2 separate regions of the Anas platyrhynchos genome follow, and region 1 is linked to region 2. The links are chromatin contacts, called in public Hi-C maps. All regions are on one chromosome and are shown on one strand. The core of a region is the stretch at or near the end of the contact, and the rest is flanking DNA. Distances in the headings are between cores, read along the strand shown. Region 1 has its middle 53 kb from the start of EDN2. Region 2 has its middle 12 kb from the start of EDN2.

What was found. A called contact is a pair of places that touch in the nucleus more often than the background predicts.
Region 1: a contact with region 2 is called in a Hi-C map of F5 follicle, with 3 times the contacts expected there. The contact joins two enhancer-like sites. A contact is called at or near these places in 2 of 8 Hi-C or Micro-C datasets (F5 follicle and small yellow follicle).

Annotation. Positions count from the first base shown.
Region 1 is chr24:6,225,527-6,233,110 of IASCAAS_PekinDuck_T2T, reverse strand. No RefSeq gene overlaps it. Among named protein-coding and RNA genes, the nearest start is that of EDN2, 53 kb to the right of the region's middle. Within about 2 kb of position 5,465, at least 8 of the 8 cell types and tissues checked have an H3K27ac peak or open chromatin away from gene starts, as enhancers often do. A contact at or near this core is called in F5 follicle and small yellow follicle, where this site is marked.
Region 2 is chr24:6,160,960-6,168,490 of IASCAAS_PekinDuck_T2T, reverse strand. No RefSeq gene overlaps it. Among named protein-coding and RNA genes, the nearest start is that of EDN2, 12 kb to the left of the region's middle. Within about 2 kb of position 5,455, at least 5 of the 8 cell types and tissues checked have an H3K27ac peak or open chromatin away from gene starts, as enhancers often do. A contact at or near this core is called in F5 follicle and small yellow follicle, where this site is marked.

The sequences.
Region 1 (7,584 bases), core at 4,216-6,715, 65 kb before region 2:
ATCATATACACATCACAATTCTGCTTTGGGAAACATTGAGAGCCTTCCAAGGGTTTTCATAGGAAGATGTATATTTATATGTATATATGTATATATACACACACACACATATATATAATTTATATATATATATATATATATAATATATATATTATATATATATATATATATATATTTTTTTTTTTTTTTTAAGAGAGAAGTTTCCTTCTGTCAGCCAGGCTGAATGGTTTTGTGTGAGATCCCTGATTTCACTAAGGTATCTCGGCTCTGGGATTGTTGACCAGACAAAGTGAAGCTGAAAGACAGGAATCAGACCTATTCTATGAACTCTGGCATCAGGTGAATCCAGGCGGCATTCCCAATTTAATACTAGGGAGAGGGTTGAGCCTCTGTCTTCCAAATCACCAAAGCACCTGGCTGCAAAGCTGTTCACAATTTATGTGAGTACAAAAGAAGGCTGATCTGTCTTAGAGCTGGAAAATCTTTTACTGTGAAGATTACATTGAAATTGAGGTATTTTCAGTGTGAAAATCTCCACAGCTACACAGAACCTCAAGGCTCTCTTCAAAGCATCTAACACAGGTTTTTTTTCCCTTCAACTCCTCTCTTTTTCCCTGGTTCCCATTCTTGCAAAAGTCCCTCCATGTTTTTTTTTTTTGCTCCAGGCAATGGTATTGAACCCACCAAATGGATGTATGGAACCACTGTTCATGCAGAAATTGTGTACATAGGGTTAAGTTTCCAAAATCTGTTCAGAATTAGGATTTCCACCATTAATATTCCCATATGATTTAATGGAAGACTTTAAGACCTTTCAAAAGTTCCACTCAAGCAACAGAAACATCAATTACTGATTGCTCTGTGAAGGTCATCTGAGGTTGGAGAAAGCAGCCATTTAAATCCATAAAACAGCAGGTAAAAAGTTGAAAACTGTACATCTTCTTGAAATTGGGGTGAGGGAAAGGCATTGTAACAGGCAAAGGGAAGGCGTGGGCTTTTAAGGTACACAAGGGCACGGTTTAATTCAGTGTTGTGCTCAGCTCCCATTTTAGATGTTGGCATAAGGATCTAGTATGTAACTCATGCCTGGGTGGTACTGATAGTCACACTGTTAGAAATAAACTCTTCTTCCCTCTTTAGACCATAAAGGCTGAGTTTCTCATTTGCACTATAATGTAAAGCATCTAGCACAGTTGGCCTTGAATCTATTGAGATTTTAACCAACTATGAGTAATAAATCTTAATGAGAGCAAACCAGCACAGCCTCTGCAAGCCAGGCAGGCTGTGCACACAAGACCACTGGAGCATTTCCTTTCTCGGGGAACTGCATTTTTCCCCAGTGGTGAGATGGAAACCCTACACCCTCACCATACATCTCGGAGGTTTCCTGCTCAGACCATGGCCACCCCCTCCTGCTGCAGCCAGCCTGAGGGGCAGATCCTTGAACAAGCCTCCCCTTGAGCACCGCTCTCCCCAAGCAATTCCTGAAAGCCCTGCAGTTATCAGAGAGCCGGGGAGGGGGGGGGGGGCTGGAAATACGACCTCCTTTGTTTAGTCTCAGTGAATGCGCGGCAGGAAAACACCGCCATCCTGTTTTCGAGGTGCTAGCACGCAAATAAGAATGGAGGAAAAATACAGTGGCCTCTCTGACGGACTGTGATTAATCCTCATTGTGTCCTGCACTGAAGAGGTGCCAGAGCTCCTGCCTGCCAGCCTGTGTGCCCCCAGCGTGGGGAGGAACCATGGGCTGAACCTATGGGGCAGCGGTGTCGGGGACTGGAGGATGCATGCAAAAGTAATGGCATGTCCTGGGGTGGATGCACCCGTGGAGCCTGGTGCTGCCTACAGCTATTGGGCTGTAGGCAGCACCAGGGGACACATGGCAGGGATGGAGCAGATCCTCCTGTGTGCTTGTCCCTGCCCTTGTCCCTTCTCTACCTCCTCACTACTGCTCACTAGCTCAACCCCAGGGTTTGCTCAGTTTTGTCTCTTCAAGCAGGACTGCTCTCATGGTGAAATATTGCTTAAGTCAGCAGGGCTAATTCTGCTGGTTTCTGCAGAGTGAGACATCACATAAGCTTGGCCATACAAATCACATCCAGCGTGCCCAGCCTGTACTCAAGCCTGCAAAAGCACCCTGAGCTGCAATGCACTCAGCCTGCCCTTATGCAGGAACCATGGTGGGGAAGGGTTTGACACTCTGCTCCTTCCTCCCTGGCCAAAACAGGACTACATGCATTCTCCCAAGACAAGCCAAAGCATAAGCCATGCCTCAAAATCCCCGGATGTGCTATATAAATCCAGAGTAGACTCCTCTCTGCCTTGCATGTGTCTGCCCTCCTACAGCAAAGCCCCCTGCTTCTGTTGCAGGCTCAGCTGGTGTACATGTGAGCCACCCTTGTGGGCTGCCTTCGTGGTGTCCCTGGCTCTGCCAACCATCTGCTGTCTGACTTCGGAAGAGCCCATTAGCCCCGCTCTCAGCCAGGTATGCCAAACACCTCGGGGGGTGGCAGATAGGCTGTCTTATGACTATGGCACGTTAATGTAATAACGGCACTTGGAAGGTCTCCAGCTCCTTCCAGTCGAGTTCCTAACTTGCAAGTCCCACTGTGTGGGGTAAAACACACTGCACACCTGTGAGACAGGAAGCTAGCTTCCTGCTTTACAGGCACAGAGAATGGCCTCAAAAGTATTAATTGTGAATGGAGAACGTGCCTCCTTTCCTGCAGTCCAAAGCAGCCGAGACACAGAGGCAAGGACGAGGTGCCACCACAGCTGGGACACACAGGGCCAGGGTCCTGAGGCTGTATTCTGCACAAAAGTTTGACCACGAACTTGCTTCCTATGTGCACCTGTTTCCAGAACTGTAAATGGGTGAGAAACTGGTCATCTCCTCAGACCGAGGCCCTTCAGGGAGCGATTGTCTCCGGGTTATGAGTGACTGTCCAGTGAGGCCTGCATGCCTGACTAGGGGCCTTTGGCTCCTTCCATGGTATAAATGACAGGCAGGATAATTACCAGTGACACGTATCTGTCTCCTGGGGTGGTGAGTGGCTTTATTAGTGTTTGCAAAAACTGTTCTGAGTTATTTGTATCAGCCAGGAAGTGTGGCTGCCAAAGCCCAGCCATCGCAATCACAGAGCAGGATGCGTCGCAGTTATACTGGGGGTCGGCATACTTTGTACTGATACAGATCTCTGTGGTCTGCAGCCTCCAGAGAGATTTTGTATTTAAACAGTGGGGAGAATGGGATACGAGTTTCAGATGTGTTTACATCCCACAGAGGTCAAAGTCTCAGGTTTTGGCTCACAAGTGGCCTTCCTGTATGACACCTGTGCAGTCCTGGTGGCAGCGTGATATCCTGTGTCCTCGAGCTTCCCTGGCTTTTCTCTACAGCCTCTCCTCTTCTCTTCATGCCAGGCTACTGGTAGTGAGATTGAGAGAGGTGTCATGGAAATGGGGACATGGCACACTCCTCCTCCTGCTTACTTGATAGATAGAGCGAGTGATTATAAATCTGAGATGACTTCTGTAGAAAAAAAAAAAAAAAATGACATCTAGGTGAAAAACAGACTGGAAATGAACTGAGTCAGTGGCACAGTCAGTAGCAGATAACTGTGTCTGAGAGTCTTTAAGCAAGACCCACAGCAGGTCAGCCACAAAGTGTTTTTCTCGGCGTGGGGATCACCAAGTGACATTCCAAGACTGCACTATTTGGGAAGGTCAGATGACATAATTACAGTGGTCCCTTCTGACCTTACAATCTACAAACCCTCATAATTTGTAATCAGGATACAAATTATTTGCCTTCTGAGTTGAGGAAGGAAGTCTTCTGCATCACCTATCTGCTCCAAAACATCCGCTATTTCACAACTGGCTAAGGGAACGTGCAGGATTTTTACCATCCACTGAAGGCTGCAGTTCAGCACCCTTCACCAGTTGCTTGTACCAGGATGGCTTGTCAGATCCGGCCTGCAATATCCTACAGCACTGTTTGTGATGCATGCAAATGTTCTGTTTGGGGAGGAAATACACTTCTACAAATTATTATGAGCTGAATAATTTTGGATCTCCTTTTTTAACCTGTTTTAAGCATGGTTGAGGAAACCATAAATCCAGCCAGCACATTTCTGCAAAATGAACCACGCCATTTTTCAACGTTTTGTCACACAAATACACCTCCCACAAAGACAAATAGCAAGTTTATTATTACTTAATAGGGAGAAACCACCGCAACCACTATGTCATAGCCACAGCCTTCTGTCCTACATGGAGAGAGACATTGGGGAAATGACCATGCTTCATAGCTTATCAGATACTCCACACATTGATCCTTCCAAAACTGCTCTGCATCCCAAAATGTGCAGAAAAACCATGGCTAAGCATCACACAGCCCTACGCCAGCAATGCTCTGTGTGCTGTCACATTACAGACATGCTTTTCCCTTTGGAGTGTGAAGTAACACACTCACCAGCAGTACACCAGCCCTCAGTGCTAATCAATAAGTGGCAGAACTCACCAAGGTGATCAGCCTTTTTGGAGCCTTATCACCTGTCCTTTAGTAAAATAAAGCAAACACGCATGGAAGAACTAGGCCTTGTCCAGCTCCTGAGATTTACATTTGGATTTATTTGCCCTACACATTCCTAAGCGATTTAATTTTAATTTTCCCTGTAAATGCCTGTCAAAGAACAAGTAATCATGTTAACCCTGTGTTCCTTCTCTGCCTGCTGTGCAACACAAGTAAGGCAAGAGGACTGAAGTGTAAGTAAGTAATTGCAATTTAATTTTCAAGCTATGTAGAGCAGACAGGACTGTGGAGGTTACAGGGCTGCAGTCCCACAAGTGAGCACAGAGGGCAGGAACATGGCTGGTGATTAAAGGAGGCTCTTGCAAGGGTCAGTGTGCCTGCAGCATGGCTCTCATCTGAGCTAGGTCTCATTACTTCAGGGAGCAATAGTGAGAGAGCTACCTCCAGATGCCACCCCAAGGCCATATCTGAAGTGGGGGTGGGGGGGTGGGGGGGTGCAAATTGTCTGGAAATGGATGTTGTGCTATTGCCTATATATGTCCAAGATGAGCGCTCTGTGCCAGACTCTTAACCATGAGCTGGCTCCAGTGACGCGACTTCTATGAATTGTACCTCCAGAGATTAAATTCAGTTTCCTCACTCTTCAGTGCATGTGCTGTTCTGAGGAAATCCATTTCACCAACCTTGACTCCAAGCTCTTTGTGCAGAGTATAAATAAGTCTGGGACCTTGAGGGAACATGAAGAGAGAAATGGGAGTATTAGTCAGCAGCGCTCCTGGGGGCACTTACAGCAAGAATCCGGACAGTGTCTCCTCTGGAGAGCATAGAAAATGCACTGTACAAAATATTTGTGCAGAGCAGGAAAACACTACATTCTTTGGATGACAATGGCATTGTGTCACTGTCTGTGACCACAGCCATGACTCAGGCTGTTGCTGGGGAGCGAGAGGAGGGTGAGCGGGCAGCATTCGCTGCCAGCCATGGCTTGTGCTGCTAACTGTACTGCATGGTTAGAAATTCCAAAGAAAACATAAGGCTATTGTGTTGTGTTTTTTTTTTTTTTTTAAAAAAAAAAAAAAAAGGCTCCTGACTCTGGTAGTCTGGCAGTGTGAATGTTGCTCCTGGGTCATGTGTACAAAGCACGAGCACACAAAGCTTACGTTCTCTGGCAGGGATGGACATGTTGCTTGCCGCAGTGTCCGAGGCAGCTGGCCAAGAGGCTTGTGGCAAGCAGCATCTGGCTGCATTACACCACAGCTTCCCAAGGCCCTGCTCCTAGGAATTTGAAGCGTCTGCCCCCAGGCATTATCACACATTTGAATTCATGAACTTTAAGAAGCAGATTCCAGTCAAGCTTGCAAAATGTGGAGGAAAGTCCCAGGACTCTTCTTTTCTTGCTTGCCTATGGGAAGTGCTAATACAGATGTTGCCTGCACATCCTTCTAGTCACTTCCAATCAGCACAGTGACTGACCACTGCAAGGCCTTGAGCAAGGCAGGCTGTATCTGGGATCTGATCAGTGCTAGTGAGGCTTGGAGTTAGCTAAGCTGTGCGTAGGTTCTCTGTATTTCAGCAAACCCCTGCACATGTGCTTTCATGGTGCCAAAGCTCTTGGTGGGAGCTCCGCACCCTCCCAGTGGCTCTCAGCCCATATCAGGTGATGGCAGACAAGCTGGCCTCGACTCTGACAGCAGTCTGATATTCACTCTGGGGACGAAGCAGGATGTGTTCCTAGGTGATGAGCAACAATAAATCTTTGTGGGCTCTTAAAGATAACAGGTCTTTGTTAATAGAGAGGGCAAAGCAGCTAACTAGGGCAAAGAAGTCAGCATCTGAATCTCTTACAACTCACTGATCTCTGCTGCTACCCAGGACTCCTAAGGACCAGCAGCATTTAGAGCTGTGTCTCCTCCTAGTATTCTGTTCCCAAGTTAATTTTAGCTATTATCCATTTCCAGCAATTGCAGATTAAAAGAGATGTGAGTGAAACCCTCTGGAAGCCTCAGTGGGCAGCCGGTAGCCCTTTGTAATGGAAAGCAAATGCTACAGACAGCTGCTATGGCACCTGCTTTGGAGGCTGTGGTGCAAAGGTGGGCTGCATGCTAGTTTTGGCTGAGCACTGCCTGACTGCTGGTTTGTGACCTACTGTGGTTCTGGCTCTGGGGAAGCTGAAGGAGACCCATCTACTCCAACCTTCTTCCTGAACAGAGCCAGATGGCTTGCTGGAGGGCAGCTAAGGAGGATTAACTCCTCCTTTCACCTCTCTCTGGGGAAAGTAATCTTGAGCTCAGCACTGTGGCAATAGAAATGTTTTGCTGACCAATAGACTCTGCAGTAATGCTAAAAATGACCCCTAAGATGACCCCTTCAGTGGAAATCTCTGCCTGTGCCAAGCCTTGCCTCAGGTTTGTCTTCTGGAGTGCAACACAGTAGTTTCTTCACTGAGTTGCTGGTGGAAAGAAATGGGGAAATAAGTCTGTTTTCTTTCCTTATTTTCATGTGAATGCTGTGTTTTCATATTGCTCTTGGAAACAATTGTCCTTCTGAGCAAAGGGTGTGGATGGAGCTGGATCGAAGCACTGTAGGAAAACATCTTTCTCCTTCACTCACAGACCAAGTTCCTCCCCCGTGTCTGACAGGCAGGAAATGAAGGAAGCCTTTGAAAGCACCGGCAGACTGTTAACTGTTGTAGTCCAGGGCACCATGTCTGGGGAAGAAAGGAAGGTCCTCAGCTCTGCTTTGCTTCTGCAGAGCGCTGGCACTGGGCAAAGCTGCTCAGCCTTCAGCTTACTCTTGTGTAAGATGGAGAAGGAGGAACAAGATGTTCTGTCAGAATGGGCCAGAACAGGCTCCCTCTTTCCCCCCAGTACCTAAATTCTGTGTCCAGGAAAATACGTGTGTTCCTTAAAGTTCCTGGCACTGACAGTGTTGTTGGCCTTCGAGCTCTGCCAAGGAGCGTGCAGTGTCTTTTGGTGACAGCTGTCATTTCCCTTTTGCCCTAAGGCATGAGGCTAATGGTACTCAAAGATGAAGCTTGCGAGAAAAACAAGATG
Region 2 (7,531 bases), core at 4,206-6,705:
TCTTGCCATTCATTGTTTTGTCTATTTATTCTAAAAACTCCTTGGCTGTTTGTGACGGGACCAAGCTCCCTGACCCCAGCTCACAGACCAGGTCTCCAATGGGTGCTGCTGAGCAGGGAGCAGTGTTGCCATTGAGCGGTTTTGCTGTGAAGGCCATGCGTTAGTTATGTCTGATGTGTTGGCTCTTGGATGCCACAAGGCATATCCTTTGTCACTGGAGATAATGGAAGGTCCAGAGGAAAACAAGGCAGATGAGCAGCAAAGGAGGTGAAAGGATTCAGCTCCCCCGGAGAGGTTTCTATTTTTATCTCAGATTCCTTAAAATAGCCTCTGCAGTGTTTACAGGGTGGTTTTCTCTGGTGTGAATCATGCGGAGCTGCATGCTCCTCCTGCTCAGCATTGCCAGAGGCCATGGGGTCTCTCCAGATGATGGAGGAGCTCGGCATAGGAAGGGCTGGGGGATGAGAGGGTTTTACGGTGCTGAGAAGAAGGATGCCCAAAACCTTCGTAGGAACTTCCAGGCGACCTCCTATGAAAATCCCTCTCTTCAGCCACTGAGTCTCCATTGTGCTGCCAGTGAGCAAGACCAAACCCGCCTCCCACTTTGGGCACAGCATGCACCCCACCACCACCTCCACAGAGGGATGTAGCCTGAGGAGGTAGCAAGAAATTTGCTGGTCCCTGGAGTGGTCACTGCCTCACTTTTGGGGGCTTTTAATAAAGTATGGTCTGATCACTTTCACTGGAAACCATTAAACAAGGCAGCAAAGTGTCCTGAGCCTTGTCTCCAAACAGGTTGTCCACAAACCCCAGTAACCTCCTCTGAACTCCCCTCCACCTGTCCAGGCTGTGTTCCCACACACCAGAGCCTCAGCAAGCCCCGTCCTTCCACCGCTGCTTTCCCTTCCCCTTTCATAGGAGCAGCTCTGCCTCCTGCATGGTCAATCACTCTCGCTTTTTTCTTCAGAGGGCTCTTTTTCAGTTTGGCTCAGCCATAAAGCAGATGCAGTTCTCACTGCCCTCCCGCAGACCTACATTTCCAAGTTCCTTCATTTTCCTCTCTGCAATAATCCTCATCTGTCAGACACTGAAGCTGCTAAGCTCAATAAATTGATGACTATAAAGAACTCTACATTGGAAAACTGTGTTGAGTACCATTTTTCTTCTGCAAGCTTCCTCCAGGGCCCTGGGAAATGTGAAAACATAGTTTTGAAAATTTTAGACATTTTTCTGTCAGCATAGCAAGACCAAAAACATTTAGAAGCATAAACTGAATGTTCAGAAGTGCCTTTGTCTCAGACTGCAAATCTGCAAAGTGCTGCTCTCACAATTGTTAATTGTGAATGGTCTACAAAAGTTCAGTAGAAGAACTGACTAGGCTTTTCTCATGATAGATGAGATCCTTCAAGAGGTTCCCTCCTTTCTCACCATATCCAGTAGCTCAATGTTCAGACACTTGCTTTCAAGCCTCTACTTTAAACACTATCGACTTAGTTGGACAAAATAGAAGGAAAGATATGAAAAATCCCATCCCAGGTAGCTTCATTGTCTCCTACCAAGAGGGGTCTGTGCTCAATAGCCACAGCATAAAATAGGTAAAGTGGTTATTCACACTTGGCCTCTCCCACAGCCCAGGGAAGTGCTGTAACCACTGGGCTTGGAGTCTACTAGTACACACACATGTCTGAGGGCTCGTCTCTGCTGTCTTTTGTGTGGGTTTGGCAGGCTCTGCAAATGCCTAATGGATCAGGTCTTGCCAACAAAACAGAAAGTGGGGAACGCCTAGTTTAAGAGTCTCTCTAGGGCTTGTGCACAAGCAGCTCACCATGTCCAAAGAGCTAAATCCAGAGGGGATTAAGTGCTCAAGCCTAGCATGTAAGCATCCTTGAGAAACCTAAAACCTCAGCTGCCACCTAACACTGTAGGTGCTTTAGGTGCCTAGGTGCTGACGTTCCTCCAAAGGAGTGCACACAAAACTGTCTACACCCCAGGCCTTTAAACACTCAAATTTCTGCTGCTGCACAGCAGACATCCTACACGAGGTACGTGCACATCCCCATGGCATAAACATTCTCCACCGTACTCAGACTGTTCTCCTCTTTCCTAAAACAACAGAGTTGTCCCCGTTGTTTTATGACATTTTGGAAAGGAATTCAGCAATACACTGAAGGACACATAACAGAACAGGGACAAACACTGATAACACTGGCAGAGTGGCAAATAGGGTGGGTGTTTGATAGCTCCCCAAATGCAGACTTCCACCCTCTGCTTAATGATAGGAAAAGTGTAGACAGGATATCCCTGCAGGGTGTCTCTTCAGGAGAGTTGTTGGCAAAAAGTGTGTTTCTCTATATGCGGTGAGCAAAGGTGCTTTGAGCCAGAAGGATTTTTTATTGTGTAAGAGAACAAAACAAGAAAGAACAAAAGTAGTTTTCATTAGAGAAGCGTGTGTGTGCGCGTGCATGCGCTCCCTCTGTAATAATCTGTAACGAAGTGAACATAAATTGGCTGCCTGTGTCTCTAAATAGCAGTCATTTGAAATCTAACATCGCTGTAGACATTAACAGTCATAACACATACAGAGCTCCATACATGACAGCACTCATTTGTTTCCAAATGCCTCCAGCTGAAAGAGAAGAGGACTGGTGTTTGCAGGTGTACTGTGAGGTTGGGTGATTGTGGGGACAAACTGGTCCCCACAGAGTCAGACACTAAGGAGAAGTCAGGCTTGTGAGGGAAGCATGAGAAACACAGAAAAGTATGTAGGAAGAAGTTGGTGTTCGTGGGAGGCCATGCATGGTTGGACAACAAACTGAAGGTGACGGGGTGTTATCACGCCTTAGAGCTGATTTCTGGAGGAGAGATGGGAACACCTTCCCCTTTATAGTCCCACCAGAGGGTGAGAGTATTGAAATTCAAAGCCAAGGACCTCCACTGGAATGGCATGTGCAGGACACCTTGTCCCTGGAGTCAGCTAGAGCTTTATGCCCTATGAAAACACGGGGAAAAGTTGAGCACAGAGAGGAGTAATGTGTGTTATTACTGTGCTTCAGAATCCAAGATGTTTCCTAAATCAAGAAGGGTGTGAGAATTTGAACAATCTGACTCTACCCAAAAGACTATCCACAGCATCAAAATGACTGAAGAGTTTGGTTAATGCTGGGTTCAGAGTCAAGAGTCAGGGAGCCAGAGTGCCTGGCCATCGGAGGGGGTCTGCCATTGCACTCCAAACCCACGTCCTTCTGAAGTACTGGCCATGCAAGAATCAAAACATTTGAAGTTGTCTATTGCCTTCAAAGATCTGTCCATTGTGCAAAGTTAAATAGTTTGAGAAAAGCTTTTCCAACTCAGCTTTGATCTGACTTGCTAAGATAAGCACAGAAGGTGAACTTTGCCTTTCACTGGTAGCAATGCAACTCTGAGCACAGCTCTGGGTGCTCTCACCACACTCTCAGCAGAACCCAATTCTGTTGCCTGTGCAAAGGAAGCAGGAAAGGAGCCCATCAAGAACAGTTTTTGGTCCTGCTGCTAATGTTTACCGTGATAAGTTATGAGCCAAAAGAGGGGCTGTTAAGTGCCTTGGAGACACAGCTCTGTCTCAATCATCCTCTGCCCTGCTTTTGCAGTTGTTCAATTCACAAAGTTTTTAGGCTCAAACCTTTGTAATTCAGTGCCAGTGAGACAGGCTGCTGTGCACAGCTAATTGCACGCAGCAGCAGATGCCTCATTGTGCTATGGTTGTCTGGACATGATATAGCAAAGCCTTGGTCTAGCTATGTCAGAGGGATGAACAGGCCCAGAAATACTAAGAGGATGATCTGCCCTAGGTTAACGACATAATGAGAGAGGTGTGAAAATTATGAGTTGTGGCAGCCCTGGGAGGCATCTTATTTATCTATGTGGTGACAGATGCCACCTAGGGAAGGGGTACATGTGCTACAGACAGCTATGATGTAACACAAATCTTAGCTAACATTAGGCACTTTTAACAATAACTATTCAGATGACATTTCATGGAGAGCACACATTCCTGCAGGCAGAGAAACTGCAACCGGGAGCGTACTCCACCCAGCTCCACAAAGCAACCCTAAGGCACAAACCTACACAGGCACAAGGGCTTGCCTGCGAAGGGCATGTTGCACCCAGCCCTTCAATGTTTCACGGTGCTTTGTGTCCTGGGCTGTTCCAAAGGCGATTGCACCCAGAAGCTGCAGGCACAATGTCACTTTTGAAGGTACTTCCTCCATGGCCATGTCATGACAAGATAAAACTAGATAGAAAAGAAGGCAAGAAGTTCTAAGGGGGCATAAAGGTGCCCCCCGTGGCCCTTCAAACCAAGGGTTATGAGTGACTGTCCCTGATGTCATGACTTCTGTGGCCATGGAGATGTTATGTTGTTAATGTCCTACATAACCATGGTTTTAGACCAACATCTTCTGGATCCAGTCATCAACAAATGTAACCAGGAGCATTTCAGATCCTCAAAAGAGCCACCCTGTGCAAGCAGAAAAGGAGCTCGGGCTGAGGTACAGTGCTGTTTTGTGGGATACTGGCTTGCTTCAGAAATGCATCAGCATGATAGCAAATCTTATGAAAGTCCTTAAACCCTGGGGTCAGGATCCTTGTGATGCTGTGAGAATCTCAGCTCACATGGTCTGAAAGGAGGTTTCTTTGTGTAGCTGTAAAGTAAAACTGGAAAACAAATCCTGACTCAAGAAAAACAAAATAAAACAAAATAAAACAAAATAAAACAAACAAACAAACAAAAAACACTAACTAAGTGTATAGTCTTCTTCCGTGATTTTGGAGAAGGGGCAGGAAACACACCCTGTATAAGCTGATGACCTGATTATTGTCCAGAGGAGCACCTGAGACTGCTGCAGTGATGCTACTTAGGAATCACCTCTGCAGAAAAACCCACTCTATTCATTATGAAACAGGAGTAAATTATGCAGACATTATGGGGACATTCATGTCCAGCCTGCAACCCCACTGCTGGGCTGCTGTCATGATTGCTGCCTGTCTTCACCTGCACTGGAATCAGGCAGTCATGCGATAGATCTGGAGGAGCTCCCTGCACAGTAGCACCATTCCAACATGATGCTTTGCAGCACGTAGGGTGAAAAGGGACGTGGGATGCTTTCACGGCACCACATTCCTCAACTGCCAAGGAGCAAATACCTCCATGTGGTCAGCCTAAAAAATAATTGATTTTAATCCACTGAGATGCCAGCTTAGTTTGGCCTTGACATAAGTGCTGAGAGAGGATAAAAGCTCCTGGGAGGACAGGCCAGATGGGAGGATTATCTCCATTGTTTTGGGAAAGGCTCTGACTTTACAAACATTCACTCACAGAAATGAACAAAAACATCTTTTGCGGTGAGTGCTGCCTGCACTGAGCCTTCTCCCCAGCTCGCTGATATGCAAATCTCACCACACGCAGCTGGGCTGGAGCTTTGCGGTTGGCAACCTTTCTGTACCAATTTTGGTAATAGCTTTCTACGTGACTGGGGTATGACTAAGCAGAAAGGAATTAGTGTGGACTCTTTGTTCTTGAAGCTCAGTCGAAATATGAACGTGCTGGCCTGACAAAAGCCGGCTCTTTGCATAAAGAAAATAAAGAGGTCTGGAAGGTTAATGAGTGACATAATCAGCTCTCTGGGAAATGCACATAGGCAAGGAATGAAAACAATGTGCAGTGGAGATAATTGATTACCCACAGTGTTGCACTCACCTATGGCAGCATGGATTTCCCTGCATGCTGACTAAAGACAGTGCACAGGGGCCGGTGATGAGGCAAGGATTGCAAAGGGCATCTGGGATCCTCAGAACCTCTGTCATGTTTGGAGGAGGAGGAAGGCTGGCTCTGAAGGTGGGCTTCTGCAAAAGGGCTGCTGAGGTGCGAAGTCTGACAGAAGGGAAGTGTGCAGGAGGAGTGGGGAACGTTGTATCCTTCTTCCACCCTAGGTTATTCTCTGCTGTTAAGGTTGAAATAGATGTAAATTCCCCTTCTGCTTACCAAGTGTTTAACTGAGTCTTCAAAGCTCTTGGTTACTTCCTAAAGCTGGAAAATAGCTCTTCACAAAGGCCTGTCCAAAACAAGTCCTTGCTGTATATTTGAAATAAATGGTGCATGTACTTACTTTCAAGGCTGAGCTGTGCCTCTGGGAGGGGGACTTTCCTTACAGCATCCCTGTGCATCCCTTCCTGCATCCTGTGGTCATGAGCAGGAGGACTTGAGGCACACTTTCCTCTTTCCTAGTTGGCTGTGTCTGAGCAGTTCTCAGCCCCTCAGCTCCATGGCAGGAGCCAACCACCTAAATGTGTGCCGTTACAATGCCCAGAGGTCACAAAGACTAAGTCACACCATTTACCTGCCTTAGGCAGGATCCCAAAATACCCCTGTGTGGTGACGAGGAAGTAGAAGGAATATGACCTGGCAACAATATGGGAAGCCAGGTTAAACCACTGAGCTGTCAAACAAGCGATAGAAAAGACCTTATGACTCACTTTGGTTTAACTAATTATAGACAAGTGTTTCCATGTCATCTGCCTGACATAATGCTGATAGTAATGACCAGATGAATGACTGCTATGTGAGCATATCTTCTACCAAGATGCTGAGCAAGGATATGAAATCCTGCGCATCACTCCCTAGATGCCTGCTGAGTGTAGGAAAAATGTCTGGTCTGGGCATGACCTTCCAGGGCAGTTTTCTATAACAACAAACCAAATCCTCTGTGGGCTTCAGCCAGGCAACCCCATTGCACATGGAACCTCCCATCCTGGGCTGTGGAGACTGTCAAAGATCAAGAAGCCCATGGAAGCTATTTTAACCTAAACACTTCAAAGAGAAAGTGAATACACTGTCAGGAACAATACCTGTGCAAGGGCCAGGGCATTCTCAGTGAATCACGGAAGACACAGGCCTGTGACTGTGGGAAGGATTTTCCTCCATTGCTGTGCAATGGGCAACACACATGGACATGAAGAGTCATGTCCCTGCAGCACTGAGTGCCAAGGCGGCTGGAAGGAAGGACACCATTGTTATCAGCCTGACTTAAAAATTTTGTTTGCTGTTCTCACAAAGAATGAGTAACAGATCATTTTGTTTCCTAAAAGGGTATTAATCACTTATGCCTGTTGCCCCACAGTCTGTTTTCTGCAATCCCTGTAAAACAAGCTTCTAGGTCTGGGAACGTACCTATCTGGGATTTATGTATAGTTATCTCTACCAACATCAGCAAAGATTGCCCAGGAAGTGTCAGCACTGAATTTCACCTCTCTGGCCTGCCACGGTGCTGCTGGAGGAGTGGAACCTCCCCAGCTTCAAGAAGGAGATCATAGTGCTGTCCTTTCCCACAGGGCAAAGGGAGAGTGGTGAGGATGTGAAAATGGAATATAACCAACACAGGGATGGTCATGAGGCTACATGGGGCTTGTATCTGTTGTTTACACTGAGCTTTGATAATATTTGTAACCAGCCTCAAAGTCAACAGGGACATTATGATGCTCACCTCTCAGCTCATGC